Linked DNA regions of Rattus norvegicus: region 2 is linked to region 1. A link is a contact called in public Hi-C data. All regions are on one chromosome and are shown on one strand. Each heading gives the region's core, a stretch centred on a gene start, on an enhancer-like site or on the middle of the called end of the contact. The rest is flanking DNA. Distances are from core to core; before and after follow the strand shown. Region 1 overlaps Brwd1 (bromodomain and WD repeat domain containing 1). Region 2 overlaps Brwd1 (bromodomain and WD repeat domain containing 1).

Region 1 (6,495 bases), core at 3,636-6,135:
AAGCAGGCACAAACAGTACTTAAGGAGACTGGCCACAGACTGAGAACCTAATCACTTTAGACAGGTTATATAAAATCTTCAGCATTAAACATCTCCTTTGCAGAAGTGTCACTAAAGCCATTGCCATCAGGGAAAGAGGAACACAGCTGACATGGGACACTAAGTGCTGGAAGGGACATGGTTTACTGATCTTGCTGTCTTTACATACAGTAAAATGTTTTTTCAGACCAGTACATACTAGCCTAAGTTATAAACTCAAAAGAATATCATATCACAAACCAGGTGTGGTGGTGCATGCCTTTAATCCCGGCACTCAGAAGACAGAGGCAGACAGACTCTGTGAGGTCGAGGCCAGCCTGGTCTACAAAGCCAAGTCCAGGATAGCCAGGGCTCTGTTACAGTGACAAATCCTGCCTTGAAAAACAAAACAAAAAGGGTATATCACAAGGATCATCACTGGTGATTTCACGTTATTAAAAAAATAGCGAGGTTTTGGAATAACAGGTATCCTTGTTAAATTATGTAAGTATAAATGATAATTAAAGTAATGAAAAAATGTTAACAGTTGCTATTCTGAAAGGCAGAGCAGGAACAACTCAATACAGCCTTCACAAGGGGCAACAGACATCAGCAAACCTGACCACCCCAAAGAAAATGAACTCCAGCTACTACCAGGTCCTTGCAGAGTAGGGGCAAAATAGTCAGTGCTGGAGAAGGGACTGCACTTCAAGATACAGTTCAAGAGCACAGATGGGCAGGCAGAGAGTGAGTTAGATCTGCTCCTCTTAAGGAAAACAGGACAAGACAGGATGAGTGAGTAAAGAAGGGACACATGTGCTCCAGGCAAAATGGTCATGTGACAATCGATGCTAAAACACCCATAACACAGATGTCAAGACCAAAAGGAACAAGAAAATAGGCAAACTGTTTTCTTCTAGCCAAGTTCTAAGACTGTAACTGACAGCTTCAGGAAATTTATAGACAGTCACAAACATGTCCTACTATGTACACAGTTATGACAATTACATACCATTGTCAGGAATCGGTTCCATGTCCCATGGGCTAAGCTTTTCAATCTCGGTGTTGTCCCACCTGTTTAACAAAGAACAAATGAAGCACCGGTTAGCCTTTCCCCAAAACAACTACAAGACTAGCAAGGCACCAGATACAGAGGAAATATGGAAGTCAGCGGTCTCACTGCAGTAAGTACATCTCTAACATCGATGTCAAAAGAGTTGAGAAAGATACAACAAAAGCAAAGTACTGCCACTGTGGTGGTTCACAGCGTGAGCGGCAGCACAGGGGGAGAGTGCCAGAACAGCCAGGTCGACATAAGTAAAACCCTATCTCCAAAACACAAAGGCCAAGATCCAAACCCAAACCCAAACCCACAAAGTGCAAAGCCTGATGCAAGGGCTAAAAAGATGAGCCAACAGTTAGGGGCACTGGCTGCTCTTCCAGAGGACAAAGACTTAATTCCCAGCCCCCACATGGCAGCTCACAACTCTCTGTAATGTAACTCCAAGTGGCCTCCAAGGGAACCAAGCAAAATGGTGTGTACATATGGTGCACACAGGCAAAATATCCACCCACATAAAAATAAATTATGACAATTTTTGTAAGGTTTACAAAAACATCAGAACCTCTATGAGACCTTTCTCAGTGAGGTAAAAATACACAAGACACTGTGGAAGCATGAATGTCAGGTTTTGATCTATACAGTCAGCAGAACGGTGAAGGCCTTCTGTATTTTACTAATGATACAGTATCAATGCTGAACTGTGACTGACTCAGAAATACTAGACACTCTGGAGCTCAGACTGAATCAATGGCTTAAAATGACACTGGCCTAAAGCATGCTAGTTACCTGTGATCTGAGATGTTTTCTGTAAACAAACCTAACACCGTAACACTGGAAATGACTGTCAGGATTCTGTATACCAACCTAACACTGTAACACTGGAAATGACTGTCAGGATACTGTGGTTGATATGGCTCTTGACTCAACACAGTTCCAAACCACCAAGCATCATCAATTATAGATCGAAATCTGTCGCCTGTAAAAGAAATGATCAAGTCTGAGGCATGCATTTGCAAACACTATGTACGCCTTTTACCTATGAAATACCGCAATACACAAAGAACAGAGATCAAGCATAAAGTTTAAGAAAATTCAAAATCCTCAGGGTTAAGGGCACATCACGGAGGGTGCTGAAGCTCTGTATTCCACCAGCACACGAGGAGAGGGACAAGACTAATGTCACCTCACTACTGTGTGCGGAGGATTACGGCCCCCTTATGCTTACTTGTCGCTACAAACACAGCATAAAATGTGCTCTAAAACCTATCAAAAACCCAGGAGCAACTGGAGTTTGGGAGCAGTGAGACAGGTTAATGGATGAAGGAAGCACCTGGCTCCATCCTGAAACCCTGAGCTCAATCTCCAGGGACTCGGGAATGACCTTCCGAAAATCCTGACCTCACTGGAGCCTACTTACAAGCATAAAATAAGTAAATTTTAAAATAAAAAGTTAAAAATCAAGTCTGAAAGTACTCTGAACCATTAAAAATGCATTATGATTATTATTTAAAAGAACTACATAGCCATTAATCAATCCTACCATTTTATAGTAATTCAACAGTAAGAAAGCCAATCCTTCTAACAGGCTTTTGCAGAGGATCCTCTACAAATCAAACAAAGGGTAGAATGGGTCTGGGGTAGAGCTGTGTCCTATCCCTATTATCCCTATCCCCTACCCCCCCACACCCCCACACACAATGTAGTTATTATCCTGCAGGAGTGGCTCAAGACTATAAGGATTTAAATGTATCCTACAACTACAGTGAATCCTGATTGGACTTCATTCAGTCAATTAAAATTCCACCCATTTCATCTATGCCTTGTACACATAAGCTAGCAGAGTGTTTTATAAACAGCAAATTAAGTCACCCACATCCAGCTCTCTGACCACTCTTGTGAGTTCCAGGCCAGCTATAGCCACAGTGAGACCCTGTCTCAAAGGACAACTTTGAAGAGATAGATGGCTCAGTGGTTAAGAGCACTGAGTGCTTTTCCAGAGGTCCAGAGTTCAATTCCCAGCACCCACATGGTGGCTCATAACCATCTGTAATGGGATCTGATGCCCTCTGCTGGTGTCTGAAGAGAGCTACAAGATAATCGTGAACTGTAAAGCTGACAGCAGAGCAAGCAACTTCCTCTAAACACAAGGACTATGGGGGGCTTAGGGGGAGGTGTGATGTGGGGGTCAGGACAACTTCCAGGTGTCACTGGTTCTACATACCATGTGGATTCTAGAGACCAGACTCCAGCTATCAGGCTGGGATACAGGGGGACCATCTAAGCCATCCTACTGATCCAAATGTCTGCATTTCTTTTTGTTTCTAAGATTTTTTTTTTTTTAAAAAACAGGGTAGAGGTGGCAAGTAGGGTAAATCCATAAACAAAGAACATGCATGCATGTAGAAAGGAGAGTGTGGGTGTCAAATCCCCTGGAGATGAAGTTACAGACAGTTATGAGCTGCCTGGCATGGGCGTTTGGAATTCAACTCCGTTCCTATGGAAGAGGAGCAAGTGTCCGTTAACAGTTGAGTCGTCTTTCTGGCTTGTCTACTTACTAAAGGACCAGTTCCTCAAGTCCTATCACTTAACTCACATTGTTTGTCTTATCAAAAGTAAAATACTGTGGGTACTCCACAACATGTTTTCTTTTTCTTTCTTTTTCTTTTTTTGGAGCTGGGGACCGAACCCAGGGCCTTGTGCTTGCTAGGCAAGTGCTCTACCACTGAGCTAAATCCCCAACCCCCCACAACATGTTTTCAAGACAAGGTCTCTCTGTATAGCCTTGACTGTTCAGGAACTTGCTCTGTAGACCAAGCTGACCTCAGACTCAGACCCACCTGTCTCTGCCTCCTGAGTGCTGAGATTAAGGTTGTGCTCCACCACCACTCAGCTTGCACCACAATATATTTTGTGTTAAATTAGGAATTATTTTTTTAACCATCAAATTAAATGGTTTATAAATATTTTAAATTTAAGGTAGTTCTAAACCTTCCAAATGCTGCATCCTTTAATACAGTTCTTCAAGTTGTGGAGATCCCAGCCATAAGGTTATTTCTATTACTACTTCATAATTTTTTGCTACTGTTAAAAATTGTAAATATGCAACCCCGATGAAAAGACCATTCATCCCCAGGGTCTCAACCACAGGTTGAGAAGCAGTTTTAAACCCTACTGAAGTACAAAATAAACAAGTACTACATTAAAGATAACTGCATATAGCTAAATGTGAGGCACATGCCTTTACCACAGTACTCGGGAGATAGAAGCAAAGGTGGGTGGTTCTGGGAGTTCCAGGTGAGCCAAAGCTACCCTGCCTCTAAAATGAGAACAAGACAGTCTTTTCCAATCATGCACAAAATAAGCAGAAGCAATGTCATTAGCTAAGAAGTCTATAAGGAATAGGTACCAGTTAGCACAAGCACTAAGCAGACGCATTTCAAGGTCACTTATGCTTCTAGAAATTGTTTATATAAACCATAAATCAAAGTACTCTGTGCAGTGAAGACTTTGTAACTCAGTAAGGACAGACAGACTTACTAGGCTGCCAGTTTCTCTGTCTTGCTTCATCATAAAATTGGCGCAACACAAGAAAATCAATAACATCTGGCATATCATGATATCTAAAAGAAAATTAAAAATTACCACAGTGGAAAGCAGCAATATTCAAAAGACTCAGGTACTATCTTATCTGTCATCTCAAACTTCTGGGTACATGTGCACAGAAAGGGTAGATTTCAGGGGACCATCTTGGGTATCATTCCCTAAATGCCACCCACCTCGTTCTTTAAGACTAGTCTGGAGCTTGCCTGGCAAGCCAGTGAGTACCAGGTATCCGCCTATCTCTTCCTGCCCAGCTTGGTGGAACTTGGGCTTTTCTCGGCTGAGCCATCTTCCCAGGCATATCTAACCATAGCTGATAAAGGGTACTAGACATGACTCCTTTAATAAGTGCTTTTAGGGCAATATAAGGACTAAGTTCAGATTGCCAAGGTCCACACGGAAGTCAGAGGTAAATGCTAAGAAGGCAGAGAAAGCCAGAAAGGTAGATCCCTAGCCGGCTAGCCTAACCAAACAGTGAGCTCCAGGTTTAGTGAGGGACCCTGTCTTCATTTTCAGTCTCCAGAACAGCAACGTGCAATGTGTGCTCAACTGGGATCAGCACATCCAATCCTCAATCATGTGTGACTAGGAACCACCATGTGACAAATTTCCTGCAGAGGCTCTCATCTTCTACCTGTGTGAGCACTGTGAAAAACCACCCAAGCAGCAGACTCCCTGCCTAACTGCTGCCTGGACGGCCTTTGCACAGTGATCCACATGCCTAAGGCAGCTAAAAGGGAAAAGCCTATGGACGTAAAACTCTACATCTAACTAATTCAGTGGAAATTATACCCACCTATATGTAGAAATACATACCTAATAGAGAAAGATTTATCCGTCAGTCTGCCAGTTGCTGGATCTATAAATGCTAGTTTGAGGCAACAGAGCGTAGGTGGTCCAACCTCATACCTTAGTCCAACTATTTTGACCAATTCTTGATCCTGTAATAGACGTGTACTTAGAAATGGCTCTCAAAGGCAGTTTGTCAATACTGTAATTCTCTATGTACTACTACTAAACTAAGCCAATTCTTACCTTTGCTTCCAAACGCTACATGTAATCTGCCACTGGCTGCTAATCTGCAGGGCAGTATCTTACACAGAAACATGCTCACTAAGCAGTCACTGTGCTCACTCGAAAATGTCACAGGTGTGAGGAGAGGAATTTCAAAGAGGTGCAGAATCAGTACAATAAGCAGTTACCATTTTATTGTCTGTTTTTCCACTTATTTATGTGTGTGTCTGCATGTACCAAAGCATCCATGTAAAGGCCAAAGCAGTGCATGTAGGAGTGGGCTCCATCATGCAACCACATGAGAAGTGGGAACTGAACTCATATCCGCAACCTCTCTTACCTGCCCTTCCTTAGATTTTTTTTTTTTTCTTTTCTTTTTTTCGGAGCTGGGGACCGAACCCAGGGCTTTGCACTTGCTAGGCAAGCGCTCTACCACTGAGCTAAATCCCCAACCCCACTTCCTTAGATTTTAATTCCTCCTTAGAATAAACATCTTTATGTAATTTTGTGTTACACAATAGGATTTTGCTTATAAGTTGTTTTTTTCAATTTTTAGCTTATGTGTTTTGCCTGCATGTATCTGTGTGTCACATGTATGCCTGGTGACAGCAGGACAGAAGGGCATCAGATTTCACAACAGCCTACCTCCAGAATTGCTTGAGCATACTTGCCATCCAAGCAATTTAGAGGGTGCAGGAAGGGGAAGTTCAAGGCCAGCCTGAGCTACAAGAATGGTAGACACAGAAAAGGACAGAGAGAAAGAAAGCACAGTTGGAAAATATATAAACAGATCTCGCAGC
Region 2 (6,674 bases), core at 2,817-5,316, 46 kb after region 1:
GAACTCAATCACTGAGTAAATTACGGACAACTTTCATACTGGTAAGAGAATTGAAACATAACAGACAAGAGAAACACTGCAAAGTACACATCAGATTTTTTTTTAAAGATTTATTTATTCATTTATTATATATAAGTACACTGTAGCTGTCTTCAGATACACCGGAAGAGGGAATGGGATCTCTTTACAGATGGTTGTGAGCCACCATGTGGTTGCTGGGAATTGAACTCAGGACCTCTGGAAGAGCAGTCAGGTGCTCTCTCCAGCCCCACACATCAGATTAAGAACTTGTATCTAGGGCAAATGAAAAGGGCTCAGGCCAGAGTTTGCAGCCGAATTCAAGCAACACAGCATCCGAATACTCATCTGTAAGAGCCCAATTGTGCAGACATCACCAAAGAAGGTGGTCCAGGGGCAAATGGGTGTGAAGACACCGGAAGAGCAGAGCACTGAGCCAAGCACAAGCCACTAGGAACCACTGCTATTATCAAGCAGGCTGGCCTGGTTAGCATTAAAAACTGGCCAGAAGCAAAAGCTGGTCAAACATTGTAATCCTAGCACTTGGAGGAAGAGGCAGAAATTCAATCCCATACTCAGGCACAAAGTCAATCCAAAACCACCTTGCACTGCTGTCAGACTCCAGCTCAAAGAGCAGAGGCAAAACAAAACTGAGAAAGAGCACATGGAGAAGCTTCAGATGGGCACTTAAGAAACCAGAGCTTGGGGTTGGGGATTTAGCTCAGTGGTAGAGCGCTTGCCTAGAAAGCGCAAGGCCCTAGGTTTGGTCCCCAGCTCTGAAAAAAAGAAAAGGAAAAAAAAAAAAAAAAGAAACCAGAGCTTTTGAAAACCGTACAGCCACCCCTCCTAGGTATCTGATAGTATATAAAACACACTCATGGAAGTAGGCCCACTAATGTTTTAAGATATCTGTGTATAACAGTTTTGCCTGCACCTGTGCAGTATGTGCATACCTTCAGACCAAGAGAGAGATTTCCCTAGAACTGGAGTTAAGGATGACTGTGACTTACCAAATGGGTGCTAGGAACCAAACCCCAAGACCTTCACAAAAGCATCAAGTGCTGTTAATCACTGAGTCACCCTCTGCAGGCCGTACATGAATAAAAAAACCTCTTTTCAATTAAGGTAAAAACTAACTTCTAGTAACAAATGAATAAGTAAACACACAGCACCAATATAATATTTAGCAATAAAAACAAATTCTTTTTTTTTTGTTTTTGGTTCTTTTTTTCGGAGCTGGGGACCGAACCCAGGGCCTTGCGCTTCCTAGGTAAGCGCTCTACCACTGAGCTAAATCCCCAGCCCCAAAAACAAATTCTTATATTTTTGGTTGTGAGCCTAGCCTTTAACAGCTGAGCCATCTCTTCAGCCCTAAAAACAAATTCTTAAGCCAAGCACAGAGCCTTACACCTATCACACTGGGAAGGCAGAGCTCATGATCAGCTCAGTCTACATACCTAGTTCCAGGACAGCCAGGGTTACAATAGACTTTTTAAAAGACCAGAAAAGGGGTTGGGGATTTAGCTCAGTGGTAGAGCGCTTGCCTAGAAAGCGCAAGGCCCTGGGTTCGGTCCCCAGCTCCGAAAAAAAAAAAAAAAAATGAAAGAAAAAAAAAAAAAAAGACCAGAAAAGATGATTTCACACTGCACATGTGAGCAGCACTAAGTAAACAGACATTCCTAATGCCACAGCTCCAACCATAAAGCTATTTCTGTTGCTACTTTATAACTATAATTTTGCTCCTGTTATGAATCATACTGTAAATACCCGATATGTGACCCCCAAAAGGGGTCAAGACCCACAGGTTAAAAACCCATGAATTGGGGTTGGGGATTTAGCTCAGCGGTAGAGCGCTTGCCTAGCAGGAGCAAGGCCCTAGCAAGGCCCTGGGTTCGGTCCCCAGCTCCGGAAAAAAAAGAAAAAAAAAAAAAAAAAAAAAAGAAAAACCCATGAATTAAGACTCAGTAGATCACTAAGAAGGAAAGAGGTGATCAAGGTGGTCATGAAGACGTGGAAGAAGGATCTAGGGAAGCTGAGACATACATACATTCATTAACATACCAAAGGACAAACTCTTATACTGATAAGATACAACAGAGACCACCTAGTGCAGTCAGAGAAAGAGTATCAGAGAATGCATGAAGGTACCAGGGAACTCTTAACTGTTTTCACTGTGCTAACAACACTCTGCTTTTATCAAAGTCAACACTTAAATAGAATCATGAGGCAGAATGTTAACTGTACTTCAATAAAGAGAAGCCACAGGAACAAACCACGGAAAGAACTGTAACTTTAACTTAGGGAGACACCCACCATTAAAGACATGAATGCATCTCAAATAAAACTGAAGGATATGTGTGCATGTACATACACACACACACACACACACACACACACACACACACACACACACACACACACCCCCCATATAACAGGCCACCAACTGCCTCAGGGATTAAAGGCATGTGCCACCACACCCAGCTCCTTTAAAAAAAAAAAAAGATGATTTCACTTTGGGCCCTGACTGGCCTGAAACCTGTTAGGCATATCTCAGGCTGGCCCTGAATTTGTAAGCTTTCCTAAACCTCAGCCTTCAGGACGCAGGGATTGTGGGTGTGGCTGTGTCTGAGGCTGCAGACTGGTTTGCTGTTTGGGTAGGTATTGTTTACAACTCTGAGGATTTAACCCAGAGCTTCAGACGCAAAGGGAAGCAATCTACAGCCAAGCTCCATCTTTAGCACCATGGCTACGCAATGACACAAGTTTTGTTTCTGTTTTTGACACGGGGTTATGCTATGTATGGCAGGCCAGGCTGGCCTCCTCCATATGTGACCCTCCTCCTCAGCTGTCTAAATGGGATTGCAGCACCTACAATCTATGCACAGGCACCTAATCTGACACCTCCCTAAGAAGCTGGCTAGATGAAGCTCAAGAAATGAAAACAGAACTACTTCTCACAGGAATCAATGCCAAAAGACACCAAACTCTAAAAGCCAAAAACATACACTAGTTTTTCATGCTAGGTTGTTCAACAGTAATGATGGCTTTTCAATGTGGAAATATGTTGTACTGGAATACATTTTTAATAAATGTGTTATATTGGGCCATATATATGGGTTATAAGAGATGGCTGAGTGGTTAAGCACACTGACTGCTGCTCTTTCAGAAATCCTGAGTTCAATTCCCAGAAAACACATAGTGGTTCACAACCATATGTAATGGAGATCTAATGCCCTCTTCTGGTGTGTCTGAAGACAGCTACAGTGTATTTCTTTATAATAAATAAATAAACCTTTAAAAGATAAATGTGTTATGTTATATAGGGCGTCAGTGAGTAGTTGTTATCTTCTTTGCTAGTGGTTTATTGCATGCTATTCTATATTTGCTCTATAATATGGACCAGGGATTAGATAAAAGCCCCGGTCACACACACAGTTCAGAATGGGCCATAAAGCGGAGAAGACCACCCATAGCATCCACCTTACACCTGGACCAGAAATGCTAAGAGTGCAGGTGCAGTGGGTAGCAGAGCTAACAGACTTTGCAGGGCTAGAGATATGGGTCAGCTAGAGAGATGGGTCAGCTCTTGCTGAGGACTGGCATTCAGTTCCCAGTACTCATGATGCACTCAACTGTCTACTCCAGTTCCAAGGGACCTGACTCTTCTGACCTCTAAAGACACCAGGTTTGTTCATGCACATACATTCAGGCAAACCAATCATACATACAAAATAAAAGTTAATTTCAAAAAGACGTTTTGTTTTGCAAAGGGAGCAAGAACCTTGACCCCTGAAGACGAGAAGCAGAGTTTGGCCATTAAGTGGACAATAACCAACTGAGAACGCTGGACAGCTATGACGTCCAAACTACCACAGCAGTTGGCAGAACTCTTTAGGAACCTTCAAAGGCCACCGAACATTTGAAACGAGTTGAAAAAGGGAAAATGTTCCAAAAAACAAACAAAGCAGAAACCTTTGGGCCACTGCCACCCTGAGGACAAATGAACCATTTCTCAATGACTTGTGATAAAAAGTGGACTGGCAGCAAGAACTTCAAACCAAGCCTGCACTAGTCTGTCTGATCCACAACCACCTTCTCAACAGTGAAACTCACATCTGAGAAGCCCAGAAAATACATGAGATGCAACAAAAATTCTCCACGCTAATAAACCCCACACCTACAGCAGCACTTGCAAGTTATGTTACACTAAGCTATGAATGTGGCCTTGTCAACCACAATCACCCAACTTCCTGCCAACCAACCACCACTTGCCAAGCATCTTAACTCGGCAGTAAGAGCATCGATGCTCTCCCAGGTTCAAGACATAGCGTCCACAGACGCACCCAACCATCTGTGACTACAGTCCCAGGGCATCTCACACCTTCTTCTCAACTCTGTGGGCACCAGGTATACATGTAGTGCAGACATACATGGAGAAAAACACCCCAACACATAAAACACAATGGTCAATCTAGCTGGGTTTGGTGGCACACACCTTTTAACCCCAGTGCTCAGAGGCTGAGGCAGAAGATCTGAGAGTTCCAGTCTAGTCTACATAGCAGAACCTTATCTCAAAATAAATATAAATATAAAATTAAGTTTTTAATGCTTTGAGCATGACTGTTCCTGCTTTGACTAATATAGGTATGTCTGCTAGAATCTATCTATGATCTACAATTCGTGGTCAATCCATTCTTAGTTCTTTTTGCACCAACCTGATAATTCAAAGGCTCTATAGGTTACAGCTTTTGGTTTTGTTTTTCCACAGTACTTGACAATAAAAATAAATAAATATCTCACCCATTATATCATCAGGAGGCCCTGGGTTTGACCTCGACATCACACAGAATACACCTGGCATCAGTGTAGGTTGATGTCAAGGTGATACATGATTAGACAGCAGAGTGGGGCAGGGACAAAGCTTTTGTTTAAGGTGGGAGGAGGAGGGAGGAGAGGAATCAAGATGGAGCCAACGCAGCAGAGGAAGATGATTCCGATCCGGGTGGTCTACATCTTTATTAATTGGCAGTGAATTTATTGTGTGGATGTATTGTGGATGAGTATTTAACATATAAATCTAATTGCTAAATTACAAGTTTCTGGAACTTTGATTCTACTGGACTAAAGAGGACAGCGTGTGAAAGAAATGGCTGAAAGGCAGTTGGAGCATGGGAATCCGGTTTTGTTGCCTATACAGAGTGAGAACACACAAGGGCCCACTGAATGAGGTTGTGTGTGTGTGTGTGTGTGTGTGTGTGTGTTTGTGTGTGTGTGTGCACTCACCAGGCATGCTAACTACCACCTAGAGGACCACTCAGAGTAGCAGCCAGAGCAAGCGGATCCAGCTTGCAGGAACTGATAGAAAAATGTTCCTTCTTAAAATTTTTACCGCAACACATCAACAATTGAAAGGCACAGCAGATAGCATCAAAAGTGGGAGCTCTTCTTCAGCTGCACAACCAGCTTGAGGTCAGCTTGGTTTACTTGAGACCATGTCTCAAAAGTGAAAATGAAGATAAAAATAAAGCATTAACTGAGATTGAAAAAGACAAACTTCATTTTTAAATAAATAAATAAATAAACAAATAAATAAATGCATTGCAATTTATTGTAATGAAGAAAAACTGTGCAGGGTGTGGTAATGCAGGCGCTCAGGAGGCAAAAATAAATATCTGTTGAGTTCAAGGGCAGCCAGTCAGAGCTACAGTGAGACCAGTGAGACGCTGTTGTCCTGCCTGATAAAGGGGTCAATCCCCTTGTCGCACACAAAGGGATATGTGCCATGAAATGCACACACACGTGAGTGTAGATACAGGCAGTAAATGGATAAAGTTAAGTATTAAAAAGGCAAGAGAGGCTGCTCACCAACAACATCATTTGGGAGTCTCGCAGAGGACCCAGGTTTGGTTCCCAGCACCCACATAGTAGCTCACAATCACCCGTGACTCCAATGCCCTAATGCCCTCCGTGACATGTGCTGCATAGTTGTTAGCACATACATATACATAAATCTAAATGTCTTTATCGTTTTTTTAAGAATATAAACTGGGGGGCTGGGGATTTAGCTCAGTGGTAGAGCGATTGCCTAGGAAGCGCAAGGCCCTGGGTTCGGTCCCCAGCTCCGAAAAAAAGAACCAAAAAAAAAAAAAAAAAAAAAAAAAAAAGAATATAAACTGGGCCAGCCAAAATGTCTCAGCCAGTTTAGAGTACTCACCACCAACCCTCACACCCCAAGTTCCATCCCTGGATCCCACATGGTCAGAGGAGAATACTAACACTAACTAGTATGTGCACACTGACACTGAGTACATGTACACATACCAATAAAAGTGTATACACACATAAAATAAAAGTGTTTGCTGGTAAATAGTGGCACACCTTTAATTCCAGCACTCAGGAAGCAAAGGCCAGCCTGGTCTACAGAGCAAGTTCCAGGACTACCCAGTGAAAATAAATAAAATAGTATTTACAGACATGCAGACCAGATGTGGGAACACGTGCTTTTAATCCTAGCACTTGGGAGGCAGAGGACAGATCTCTAGAGTTCAAGGCCAGCCAGGTCTACATAATGAGTTCCAGGACAGGTAAAACCTCATGGTAAGACCTGCCTTCAAATAAATATATGCATACATACACGCATGTATGTAGAACCTTTT

Evidence for each region. A called contact is a pair of places that touch in the nucleus more often than the background predicts.
Region 2: a contact with region 1 is called in a Hi-C map of liver, with 1.8 times the contacts expected there. The contact joins two enhancer-like sites. A contact is called at or near these places in 4 of 12 Hi-C or Micro-C datasets (the A7r5 cell line, hepatocytes, kidney and 1 more) and 1 of 1 datasets of contacts at active chromatin or transcription factors (oligodendrocytes).

Annotation. Positions count from the first base shown.
Region 1 is chr11:48,786,151-48,792,645 of GRCr8, forward strand. Brwd1 (bromodomain and WD repeat domain containing 1) reads right to left here. Exons shown (of 41, transcript NM_001371922.2): 26 at 5,498-5,622; 27 at 4,619-4,701; 28 at 1,946-2,057; 29 at 1,031-1,092. Among named protein-coding and RNA genes, the nearest start is that of Mir6324, 12 kb to the right of the region's middle. Within about 2 kb of position 4,886, at least 2 of the 93 cell types and tissues checked have an H3K27ac peak or open chromatin away from gene starts, as enhancers often do. A contact at or near this core is called in liver, where this site is marked.
Region 2 is chr11:48,833,210-48,839,883 of GRCr8, forward strand. The region is part of intron 4 of Brwd1 (bromodomain and WD repeat domain containing 1); the gene reads right to left. Among named protein-coding and RNA genes, the nearest start is that of Brwd1, 12 kb to the right of the region's middle. Within about 2 kb of position 4,067, at least 13 of the 93 cell types and tissues checked have an H3K27ac peak or open chromatin away from gene starts, as enhancers often do. A contact at or near this core is called in liver, where this site is marked.